Linked DNA regions of Mus musculus: regions 1 and 2 are each linked to region 3. Evidence: chromatin contacts called from public promoter capture Hi-C data. All regions are on one chromosome and are shown on one strand. The core of a region is the stretch at or near the end of the contact, and the rest is flanking DNA. Distances in the headings are between cores, read along the strand shown.

What was found. Promoter capture Hi-C pulls out the DNA fragments that hold promoters and counts their contacts.
Region 1: a contact with region 3 is called in a promoter capture Hi-C map of pre-B cells, with 4 times the contacts expected there. The contact joins the promoter of 1700037C18Rik here to the promoter of Crebbp in region 3. A contact is called at or near these places in 19 of 39 promoter capture datasets (the 3T3-L1 cell line, 3T3-L1-derived adipocytes, the HPC-7 cell line and 12 more), 5 of 484 Hi-C or Micro-C datasets (CD4 T cells, brown adipocytes, embryonic stem cells and 1 more), 4 of 115 datasets of contacts at active chromatin or transcription factors (astrocytes, extraembryonic endoderm stem cells, memory CD8 T cells and 1 more) and 4 of 9 other capture datasets (adipose tissue, liver, macrophages and 1 more).
Region 2: a contact with region 3 is called in a promoter capture Hi-C map of liver, with 6 times the contacts expected there. The contact joins the promoter of Tfap4 here to the promoter of Crebbp in region 3. A contact is called at or near these places in 14 of 39 promoter capture datasets (the 3T3-L1 cell line, 3T3-L1-derived adipocytes, the C10 cell line and 8 more), 16 of 484 Hi-C or Micro-C datasets (the C2C12 cell line, CD8 T cells, the G1E-ER4 cell line and 11 more), 12 of 115 datasets of contacts at active chromatin or transcription factors (astrocytes, bone marrow-derived macrophages, embryonic limb bud and 5 more) and 2 of 9 other capture datasets (liver and pancreatic islet).

What each region holds. Positions count from the first base shown.
Region 1 is chr16:3,906,452-3,909,953 of GRCm38.p6, forward strand. 1700037C18Rik (RIKEN cDNA 1700037C18 gene) reads right to left here and starts at 2,238. Exons shown (of 3, transcript NM_028484.2): 1 at 1,999-2,238; 2 at 390-743. The coding sequence starts at 2,002. Cluap1 (clusterin associated protein 1) reads left to right here and starts at 2,558. Exons shown (of 12, transcript NM_029738.2): 1 at 2,558-2,702. The coding sequence starts at 2,681. It overlaps Gm41410 (predicted gene, 41410), which reads right to left and starts at 2,202. Exons shown (of 4, transcript NR_153801.1): 1 at 2,154-2,202; 2 at 453-743.
Region 2 is chr16:4,557,999-4,561,959 of GRCm38.p6, forward strand. Tfap4 (transcription factor AP4) reads right to left here and starts at 1,722. Exons shown (of 7, transcript NM_031182.2): 1 at 1,430-1,722. The coding sequence starts at 1,518.
Region 3 is chr16:4,211,147-4,214,833 of GRCm38.p6, forward strand. It overlaps Crebbp (CREB binding protein), which reads right to left and starts at 2,258. Exons shown (of 31, transcript NM_001025432.1): 1 at 1,993-2,258. The coding sequence starts at 2,077.

The DNA.
Region 1 (3,502 bases), core at 988-3,487, 300 kb before region 3:
AAACCTGAAATGTCATGAATCCTTCATTTATAAAATGAAGGAACTGAGGCAAAGTTGTCCAAGGTCCATCAAAATAGAGAGAATAGGAACCTAGAACTCCTATCCCAGATTGTCTCCTCTGCCTTACACATCCCAAAAGGCTTTTGCTGTGGTCCTGAGACTTCAAAGGACTTATTGTGTACATTGATGTTCTGAATCAATAGTGGGGCACACGGATTAAAAAAAAAATTAAACAAGATCTTGGCCCCTGGAGCATGACATTATTTTAGTGTGTCCTGGCCACTGCATCCTTTCCTAGTTCTTGGCAGAAGGCTAGGAAATGAAAAGGCCCATTTGAGTTCCCTTCAGTCTTTCTTTCGTGTCTTTAGTCCTGCCTTAACAGAGCTTACCTGTATTTCCCAGGCTGTCCCTGGGCAAGTGGGCTTCCAGAAGGGCTGAGCAATGGCTGTTACCTGGACCCAGGGTCCCCTGTGGCAGGTCCAGGGGCCAGGGTGAGCCTTCAGGCCGTGTCAGGCTGCCCCCAGCCATGAGCCGGCCTAGCCAGTGGCTTCCACATTGGCCAGCAGGCTGCATGTGGCCTGGCAGGTAGAGAGCCAGGCTCCGGAGGTGTCGCAGTCGGAAGTTCTTGGGCTTGCTTCCCTGAGCACTGGGGCCCTGCTGCTGCTGGGCCCCCAATCCTCCCTCATAGATGTTGGGTGGTGTGTCAGGGTGGCTGGGGCGTCCTGGGGCCCAGCTCACTGCATCTGCAAGAGAGAGAGAGAGAGCAGGAGGGTGATGGCCAGTGGGAACAGCATCTGGGGGAAATGCAAGTACCAACTCATACGTAGCTTCTACTCCCTGGCTATCCAGTCTTAGTTCCTGTCTATTCCCACTACTCCGCTGCTCCCCTAACAGAGGCGCCCAAGCAGCCCAGGACTTTGGCACTGAGATCCCGTTGAGCACTTCAAGCTCGTTTTGTGCTCTCTACTCTAAAAAGAGTATGCTGGCACCAGTGTATATAAGCACAGTGGGTACAAGAGGGCATGCCTGGCCCAGTCATATAGCCTAGATCAGGAGTTACTCCCTTCCCAAGCATGCACATCCCTGGGCTCTCCCCAGTAGCTTTGGGCCCAGGTTGGGACAGTGTGGCATCTCTGCTGCTGCTCCTCCCTGCAGCCAGGCACCTTCTCTTATTCGAAGCTCAGAGAATGCACAGACCAAGGCTTCCATGGAGGGCCAGTATGGTGGGGGAGGAGTGGCCAGGCCTTCTGTGCAGTAGGGCCTGCTCTCCCCTGTCTAGGGGGTGGATCTGCAGGTCTCCCATAGCAACTGGTCCTTATGATGTCACAGTAAAGACTAGTCTTCCTGGACCTCCTAGTTTGGGAGAGTATGGTATGTCAGGGGCAAGGAGGGAGGCGGGCAAGGGAAGAGACCAGAAACCTAGGGTAAATTTGTTGATGTTAGATTCAGAGCAAGCCACATAAGACAAATTGGCTTTGGTATGCTGGAAAGTCATTCGCTAGGCTTCCTCATTTGTGGCAGGGAGAACGAGGATTTGGAGAACAAACCTGTAGAGATCTGAATCATGCTGAGAAGATGGTTCTGGGTGACACTTGTCTAATTATCCATTTTCTCATAGGTTAAGCAGTATGTAGATAATGCCAATTTTTTTCCTGTGCATTCTGACAAACTGGAACAATTATTCTGCTGGTAGAAATATAAAACTACAGGTTCTTTAGAATCTTAACTCCACCACAACTCTGTTTCATTATAGAAAATTTAGTTCTAGGTTTTACATCTAGGTGTATGAACCATTGTTTTTTACATAGATATTAATTTGCTATGGATTGCTCATTGTTTCAAAACCATTTGTTGCAAAGACTGTTCAAATGCATTGTCCCCCATGTTAGACTAGCCACGAATGTATGGCCCTACCCCACATATTTTTGTCCTTAAGTATCTACTCTTGGTCAGTACCACCGTGTTCTAGCCAAGGGCACCTTTACTTCTTGCACCTACCCATTTTCCTTATCGCCCACCCTTCCTGGCACAGCTCTCCTCTCTCCAGCCCTGCTTTTGTCGCGGTTGTCCTCGACTCGTAGCAGTCACCAAGGAGAGTTCTCTGTAGAGCCTGTGCTGACCCTGACACCCTAGGCGTGGTACACCAGCACTACCTCGCTCCACAGTTTCCAGGGCAACCTCTGGCGCGCGAGTCTGGGCGCCAATTTCCGGCTTGTCGGGAATACTGACTAGCTGTGCGTGCACAAAAGCCTTCCGGGTACAGGTCTCGAATTCTGCCCAGGGTAGGGTATCTTCGTTCCTGTCATTCTGTGGATACTTTATGAGGCTTCGACTGCGGGGTTTAGCTATGCTTTTACAAATACAAAGGAGACTCGGTCACAAAAGGTTATAATGTGCTCCATATATCAGTGAGGTAATGAGAGTTCCAACGGGACCAGAGCCAAAAGCGCTCTCTGAAAGACTATGACGTTGCGCAGCTCGCAAGGTGCTTGGCGCCACCTGTTGGTCTGTGTCCTGCGCTTGCGCTCACCACCCCTCTTCGCTTCCTGTCCTGTTTGGCCTGGTCCGCACGCTGTCCAAGGCCTCTGAGCGTTGCTATAGAGACCGGAGAGCGCTGGGCCTGCGAACTCTACAGAGACGGGCAGCGGCGCCCCAGTGGACTCTTGGGGACCAGAGCGCCATGTCTTTCCGCGACCTCCGCAGTAAGGCTGCACCCGGCTTTCCCGTGGGCTTCCCAGGATCTCGAGACTCCCCTGCCGGACCCCTGCCAGAGCCGTGGGCCCAGGCAGGCCGTGGGTCCCTGGGCCAGCCAGGGGCTGACAGAACTTTACAGCACCTTTGGAAAGTTCGGTCCGTCACTGGCCACGTGTAGCTAGAACACTGGGAATGTGTCTCGAGCCGCTGAAGAACTGAATGTTTAATTTCACCTCATTTTATCTCTGGTTGTCACGGCCACATTTGCAGCCGCATTAGAAAGGTCTTGCGGAAATGGAGACTTCTTCTGCATTTAGTTTGTAGAAAGAACCAGTAAAGCCGAGGAAGTGGCCGGATGAATGGATGGCTAGTGCTGCTAGGTTGTTTTGTTCATTTTTGAGGGTTTGTTTTGTTTGTTTGTATGTTACAATCTGTCACATGCTGTCCTCTATGTGGGCAATATTTCATTTACTCCTAGCAGGTTTGTGCCCTGGTTAGAGATGAAACAGGCAGCAAGAGGTCAAAGTAATTGAACGAGTTGCTTTAGAGTTTGAATCCAGCTTGCCTGAATGCCAAATACTGGGCAGAGAACTTGGCTAGAGAGTGGGGAAGCAGACTACTCTTACTCGTTATACTCTTTGGGGGAAACATCCTTTTTGTGGCAGGTGATTATATTTCACCCTTATTGTTCCTAGTTTTAACTGCAAGTTAAGTAGTATAGCTACCCCTGGTTCACACAGCTAGAGTGATGGGACTGTGTGACCTAAAAAATCTTACTTCACTTACAGAAGAGTAGCAGCTATTAGGG
Region 2 (3,961 bases), core at 472-2,971, 350 kb after region 3:
CAGCAACCTGCCCCACAGGCGTTGCTGTCTACCAACCAGCCTATGCCACTCAGCGGGCTCCTCCTCCTCCAGCCCCAGCCCTGCCTGGCTGGGGTGTCGGAGCACGTGGCCCCAGCCCTGGGGAGCCATTACGCTCCTAGAGTAGCACGGCAGGCAGGAAAGAGATCGTCGGTTTCAAACTTAAGCGCGCTGGAGAAACCTCTCCTTGCGTGCACCACCACCATCCCCGCCCGGACCCAGCCGGCTTGTAGGGTTCAATGAGCAGATACCAGGGCCGGCAATAGAAATCTCAGACATGACGATTTAACAAGAGTTTAAGAGAGATTCGGCCACTGGTCAATCGCGATTTAGTAGCGAGTGGATCTGGGGCAACCTAGGTAGGATCAAGCTCACTAAGGGGTATCTCAAGAGAGACCTCCGACCACCCACCCGACCAGGAGATTCAACGCTTTGCATTTATGACTGAGGAACAGAAGTGGGACAGCAAAGTTTGCAGACCCATATGCAACAGGAAGTAGACTAGAGCCCTGAAGCAACCTAAGACGCACCCTCATCAAAAGGCCTCCCCACCTGGCCTGCTTAGCCCACCTAGTTGGTTACGGCCGAGCTTTGTGCAAGTAAAGCGTGGCCCCGAAGCGCCTACAAGTCCCACAATGCAGCACCGACCCGGCATAGAGAACTACAGCTCCCGTGAGGTCGTGCGCGCAGAGGCCCGCCTACTCCAAGAGGGCTGCAGAGTCACGTCCAGGCCTCGCTAGTAAACAGCACCCGAGCGCGGGCGGAGAACGTGCGACTAGTGACTGCCAACGTGTGGGGGACCGCAACTTCCCTGCTTGAAGCATGGCCACTAAAGGTCCACGTACGCCTCGCAACCTCGAGCGAGCACGCCCCCAACCCTGCTGCAGCCCTGTTCTCTGCAAACGTTCACACCACCCGGCTCCCCGCCCCCCCTCCCCGCAGCCTGGAACCGCGGCATGGCAGCATTGTAGCTGTCCTCTCGCACACTCCGGGCCCCCCCCAAAACGACCTCCTTAGAAGAGGGTTCCCAGAAAGCGCGAGTAAGCAAGGAAAAGGAAGGAAGCCAAAGCTGGCGGGGGGAGGAGGAAGCGCTGGGTGAAAGCCACCAGCAGCAAGCATGGCCGGGACTGCTGCAGCACCACGTGGGTCTGTTTGCAATTTACAAACGTCGCGACTCGCCCGCCTGCAGCGGACAAAAGTGGACAGAACCTCTCGGGGTCCCCACGTTCCAAGGGAAGAGGGTCCCTAGGCAACGCAAGCAGGGTTCCAGAGACTGCAGCGGACCCAGTAGCTAAGAAAGGCGAGCGAGCTCGGAGGCGCGAGCCATGCGTGCGCACACGCGCACCCGCCCGGGCGGGCTGGCCGGGGGCTGCAATGGGAAGAAGGGGTTGGGGGGAGGAGCAGTACACACCTACAGAGCCCTCCTATCACTTCTTTCTCTGTTTTCCTGAAATGTTGCAAAGAGGGCACCTTCTGAGTGGGCACCATGAAATACTCCATAGCGATAGGCCCCCCTCCTGTGCACGAGCCAGGTCTCGCGGTCAGCCGGAGAATGCAAGATGGAAATCCGAATCAAAGGGCAGCGCCGGACGGAGGTGCAGAATCGGCCGGTCCCAGATGCTGGCGGCAGCAGCAGCAGCGGCGAGGGGAGGGAGGCGGGCGGGAGGGGCGGGCGGGAGGTCTCTCCAGCCTGCCTCCCCGGGCGTGTGTATGTGTGTGTGTGTGTGTGTGTGTGTGTGTGTGTGTGTTTGCAGCTGATCAGATGTCTGTTTCAAGGCGGGAAACAGCTGGTGAAAACTCAGCACTCCCCGGCCTCCTTCCGCGGAGTAAGGAATTGCATGTAAACAAAGGACTATTTGCAGCGCCCCCCCCAGGGCGACTGGATGCTGGGGCGAGAAGGGCGCAAGCTCCTTGGGACCGACTACTACATGGGTCTGCAGACTTAACCCTGGGATCAGGAATCAGGGGTCGACAGCTGGCTGTGGGGGGACACGATGTGAATGGAGTGAACAGCGGCCCAGCTACATGCGCCACTATGGGTGATGAGGTCCATCAGCTGACAGGTTGGCAAGCGTAGCTAAAAAGAAAAAAAAAAAAAAAAAAAAAAAAAAAAAGGCCAGCCCCACCGCACGGGATCCCAGTCTGTGCAGTCCAGGGTCCGGTGAGGACTGCCCAGTGCGGGGTCTTTGCGCACCGCTATCCTGGAGGACGCGCTGGGCGGGGCTGCAGCAGCAAAGGGAAGGCTCTTTTGGGTGTGTGCTTCAGGCTTTTGCATTTTCATAATTGCCACTGCACGGAGCGGAGCAGAGCCACTCTGGCGCGCTCCCTTTCGAGCCGACCCGGGCCCCCTGGAAACTTGCGTCATAGCCACTGTTTCCCACAAGTAACTTGGGGCTGACTCTGACCACCCGCCAGCCTCCTCCCTCCGTCTTTACCCAGGTGGCTGCCTGGCCCAAACTCTGACTGGTGCTAGGAAATTAGATTGCGAAGGGTACAGGCAGGTGCGCAAGGTACCTCGGATGTTTGGGGCTGCCATAGGAAGAGAGAGCAAGTGGGAAGGAAGGGAAGGGCGGAGGCAAGCCAGAACAGCAGCGGCCCTGAGGCAGGCTGCCAGCGCGGTCCGAATATCCATTAGAGGTCTGGTGGTGGCTGCCAGGTCCTGTCTTGCCTCTTTCACTACCTTACTTTCCGACTTCGCGCGCAGCGGGCTGCAGCTTCTCATTCATGGGGAAGGCGGGATAAAACTTGCTCCACCGCCAGAGGGCGCGCTCTACAATGGGGGGGGAGTGGTGGTCTGGGGCAAGGGAGGGGACGTTTTAGGGGTGAGCTTCCGTCCTCTGACACGCCCCCACCTTCCGGTCCCGGCCCTCCCCAGACTCCTGGAGGGCTTGGCCCCAGGCTCAGGAAGCCCACGCCTGCCTCGGAATGTCCTCGCTCCAGCTCAGCGCCTTTCCCAGACCCATTCGCTGCCTTCCAAGGTTCCACCCAAATCGAGCCTCTTAGTTGAAATACTTCTATTTATAACAATTGTTGGGTATTATTAGAAAACATTGTTCAATATTACCAACCTGATCTCTAACTGTAGATGCCAGATCAATTAGCATCTAATCCCAGGGACACGTAACTTGAAAAGCAGCACTTCCTAGCCGGCTGGGCTGTGCAGTTGCACACCTGTAATCCAGAATTCTAGCGCTTGGAGATCGAAGATACGATCGTGCCTCTAAAAAAGACAAAGAAGCAAGGCGGTGGTAGCGCATGCCTTTAATCCCAGCACTTGGGAGGCAGAGGCAGGTGGATTACTGAGTTCGAGGCCAGCCTGGTCTACAAAGTGAGTTCCAGGACAGCCAGGGCTATACAGAGAAACCCTGTCTCGGGGAAAAAAAAAAAAAAAAAAAAGACAAAGAAATGGGAGAAGAAAAAATCAGGAAGGCAGGTGAAATGGCTTTATAGGTAAAGATGTTGGCCTGCAAGCCTGATGACCTGGTTTTTATTCCCAGAATCCCCGTGGTATAAAGAGAGAACCAGCTTCCACAAATTCTCTCCTGACCTTGGCATGTGCACTTTAGCATACATACATACATACTTAGAAATTAATTTTTAAAAGTTTAAAGGAAGTAAAGAATATGAAAAAAGGCAATTTCACCCCACCTCCACCCCCAGACTGGGTTTCACTATATAGCCCTGACTGTCACAGAACTCACTGAGATTCCTCCCCCCACCCCCTGCTTCCTCTGGAATTAAAGGAGCCACCACTGCACAGATGTGTGTATGTGTGTGTATGATTGTTTCACCTGTGGGTGTCTCTGTACATCAGGTATAAACCTGGTGCTCTCTAAGGCATCTGAAGAGGGCATCTGATCCCCTAGGACTGGAGTTAAAGATGGTTGTGAGCACCATGTTGGTGCTGGAAATTGAACCCAGCTCCTCTGGAAGAGCAGCCAGT
Region 3 (3,687 bases), core at 1,008-3,507:
AATAGTTACTCTTAACAAGGTTTCATCTTGTTTAATGTATTCAAAAATGGCTCCTTCTTCTGAGTGGACCCTTACACCCTTTCAATATGAATGCCGTCTTATTCTTTGATCATCTAAATCAGAATCATTAGAAACTACTACCCCTTGTTTCACATATCTGTAAATGTGAAAGTACTCTTCTGCGTCTCCTGGGCAAAAAGTGGAAAGAGAAAGGGACAAAGTGCTCACGTGCAGAAGATTCTTTTGGATAAGTCTGCTCTGGTCAGCAACACAGTAAGTAAATATCTGACAATCCAGAGAAGCTACACACACACACAAAAAAAAAAAAAAAAAAAGGAAAAAGGAGGAGGAGGAAGAGGAAGAGGAAAGAAGAGGAGGAGGAAGAAGAGGAGGAGGAGGGAGAAAAGGAGGAAGAAGAAGAAGAAAAGGAGGAGGAGGGAGGGGAAAAGCCATCTTCTTTTGGGTTCCATCTTGTAAACCTCTGGATATATAAGATACTACAGGTCTTTTTGTGGTCTTATTAATTTGCCCCACTTCTAAGAAAAATCTTCAAGTTCACTCAGTAACAGCAAAGCTGAAGTCTTCCAGTTAGCAGTGTCAGAGGATAAACTTGAGGACAACACCTGCCTGGTATGATCTACATCTCACATGATTACAGTCTTCTGGCTCGAGCACAGCAACATTACTAAAGCAAGGGAGCTAGCTCTACTTTGCACAAGTGTGCTTAAACCACTGTTTCAACATTTTTCATCAATAAGATTTTTATGAAAATAAACATCAAACAACTTGTCATTTAAAAAGAAAAGTGACTTTTCCCTACCTACCTGTGAATTATTTATTTACTCCTTTCTACCACTCAACAAATTTTAAGTCAACAAAAATCTCCTGAAAAATGATGGAGGGAGAATACTCCCCTCTCATTTCTACATTAACATTCTCCTTTCATGACTGGATTTCAGGAGCACTTCAAACTGAAGCCGTGAAATCTAAGTTTTGTTTCAAAAGCAGAAATATTTTTAAATACACTTGTATAAAGTCACAGAGTTCCACAACTTGAACATCTGTATCTAGCGCCAATCTGCAGGCAGCAATGTAATTTGATTTGGACCCATTCATCAGAAACTGATTTTCAGATGCCGCTACAAGTACGTACTGGAAAAGTGCTAGCTGCGCTGAGCCGGCATTGTTCACAGCAGCATACGAGTTTATATTTCGAAGGAGAGCTTAAAAGGGGAAATACGAATAATTGGCAAGGTTATCAGAGCTGTCCAGAAGTACTCTGAATTACTGAATGAACAGGGAAGTCTTGGGTACCCGATCCGATCACCTAAGAAAGTTTGCACGGAAGCTATTTTGTGAGTTGGGGAAAAGATTTAAGATTATCTTGCTTTTCTCTTTCCCTGAAAGATTCAAAGTCCTTAATTTTTTAATTTTTCATCTCCAGTGTAAAACCATTCCAACCTCAAAGGCAGACTGGAGCCCAAATGGACTTTTAAAAGCCTGCTAGCTTCTTTTTAAGGTTACGTATGTAAATGAAAGACACCACAGCAACTTTGATGACAACTCGCACATGAGGTTTGGGGTTTTGGAGAAAAAAAAATACTAGGTGATCAAAAAAAAAAAAAAATCAAGACTTTCTAAATAACCACTAAGCGTTTTCCCAAGCAACACATTCCAAGAAACTTCTCCGTCGCAACTCGTCGCAACTAAGAAGGCAGCAGCTGTGTCCGCGACTGCACCGCCTAGAGTGGGGGGTCCGATCCTGAAAGCCCTCATTGCCTCTGGTCGCATTCTCTTACTCCAAACCTCCAAGGTCCCCTCCGCTGTCATCCCGGCCGGCCACGCGTGCGGACACTAGACCGCGCCCCCGCTTCACTTTTCCTCCCGACCAGGGAAGCGCATCCCAAGGCCCGGGACAGAGTCTCTGGCCACTGCGACCCTCAACCCCCTCCCTGCCCCGAACTCTGACAGCGAGCCTAGACCCAGCCTCACCTGTGTTGTCATTCGCGGAGAAGCCGGGCGAGCTGAGTTTGGCTCGTTTGGGGTTGGGCGGTCCGTCCAGCAAGTTCTCGGCCATCTTCACCTGCTCGCGGAAACAGCCCTGAGCGCGGGCGGCGCGACGCGGCCCGGACGGGGGTCGGGCCGGCGGCTGCGAGCAGGCGAGCCAGCGAGGAGCGAGCGCAGGAGCGCGGGCCGGGCCGCGGAGGGCGCAGGCCGGGTGGGGGAGGCGGCGGCCAAATCTCAGCCTCAGCAACAGCGCCCCGCAGCGCTCACCGCCCGCCCCCGGCCGCCGCCGCCGCCGGCCGCGGCCCCCTCATCCCCTGCCCGCCTCCCGAGCGCGACACTCCGCGGCCCGGGCACCCAAGCGGCCCGGCCGCCTCCGCGGGCCCGGCTGGCAGCGACGGCGCCCGGCCCCGCGGCTCAGGCGGCGCCCGGGAACATGGTGGTACCGCCGCCGCCTCGCCGCCACCCCCCCCCCCCGCGCGCCCCACTTAATGAATTCGCCCGCGGCCGGACGACCGGGGGGCTTTGGGCTCCGCCGCCCGCCCGCGGCCCGCCGCCGCCGTGAGGAAAAACAATGCGCCGAGCGGGGCCGCCGCCGCGCCGCGGCCCCCCCACCCCGTGCCGCCGCCGCCGCCGCCGCCGCCGCCGGGCTCCGGGAGGCCGAGACGAGAGGCGAGCGGGGCCGCCGGGGCGGGCGCCGAGGGCCGGGCGGAGCGGGCCGGCCAGGCGGAGCGGGGTGCGCGGGCGGTTGTGGGGCCCGGGACCGGCGGGGCCGAGTAGATCGCGCTCGAAGCCCCGGTCGGATCCGCGACAAGATGGCGGCTGTTGATTCCTCAATTAAAAAAAAAAAGAAAGTTTTTTTTCTTCTCTTTCCAGAGCCTGAACGGGGAGGGGGAGGGGGCGGGGCACGCTTGTACGTCACCCCCCCCGCGGCGTCACCACGCACGGCCCCCGCCCCGCCCCTCCACCTGCGCCGGCCGCGGCGGAAAGAGCCGAGCGCGCTCGGGTGGAAGGGTCGAAGGCACGGCGGCGATGCGTGAGGCGACGGGCTGCGGTGCTAGGCCCGGCCTGCGGGACGCCAAGTGCGCAGAGCAGACGGCCACTTTTGTTCTGACGCTGTCAGTAACGCGGCACGCGCGGGGAGGGCGCCCTGGGCTCGAGCCTAGACCCCCCCCCCCGCCAGGCTCGGAGTCAGCGCTGATCCGGGCCCAGCCCGTCCGGTCCCGCCCCGCCCCGGCAGCTCTGGCTCTTCGCAGCTCCTTGCTTGCGAGCCTCCAGGGTGACATCGGACTAAGAAGACGCCACCGCAACCTGCGCCTCTTCCCCGCGCCCTATGCTAGTAATGGCGAAGTGGCGCCTGCAGGTTACAGAGGGTCCTCGGGTCTGTGTGCAGATGGGGAAACTGAGGCAGGAAGGGGCAAAGCAACTTTCTCTAAGATCACTGAGGGAGAAAATGACAGGCCGAGAGTCCACCCCTTCCTTGTGCTTCCCAAGTTTGCAAGGGCACCGCAAGGCTCTTGAGCGCCCACTCCCAAGCCCAAAAACGATAGGGCCAGGTCCAATGTCCAACGCTGTCACCTGAAGGGAGAGGCTGTCAGCTCTACCTCCTGGATCTGAGATGGGCCCAGGTACCAAGACCAAGGGCTTCGATCTCCTAAGGGTACTCCTTACTTCGGACAACCA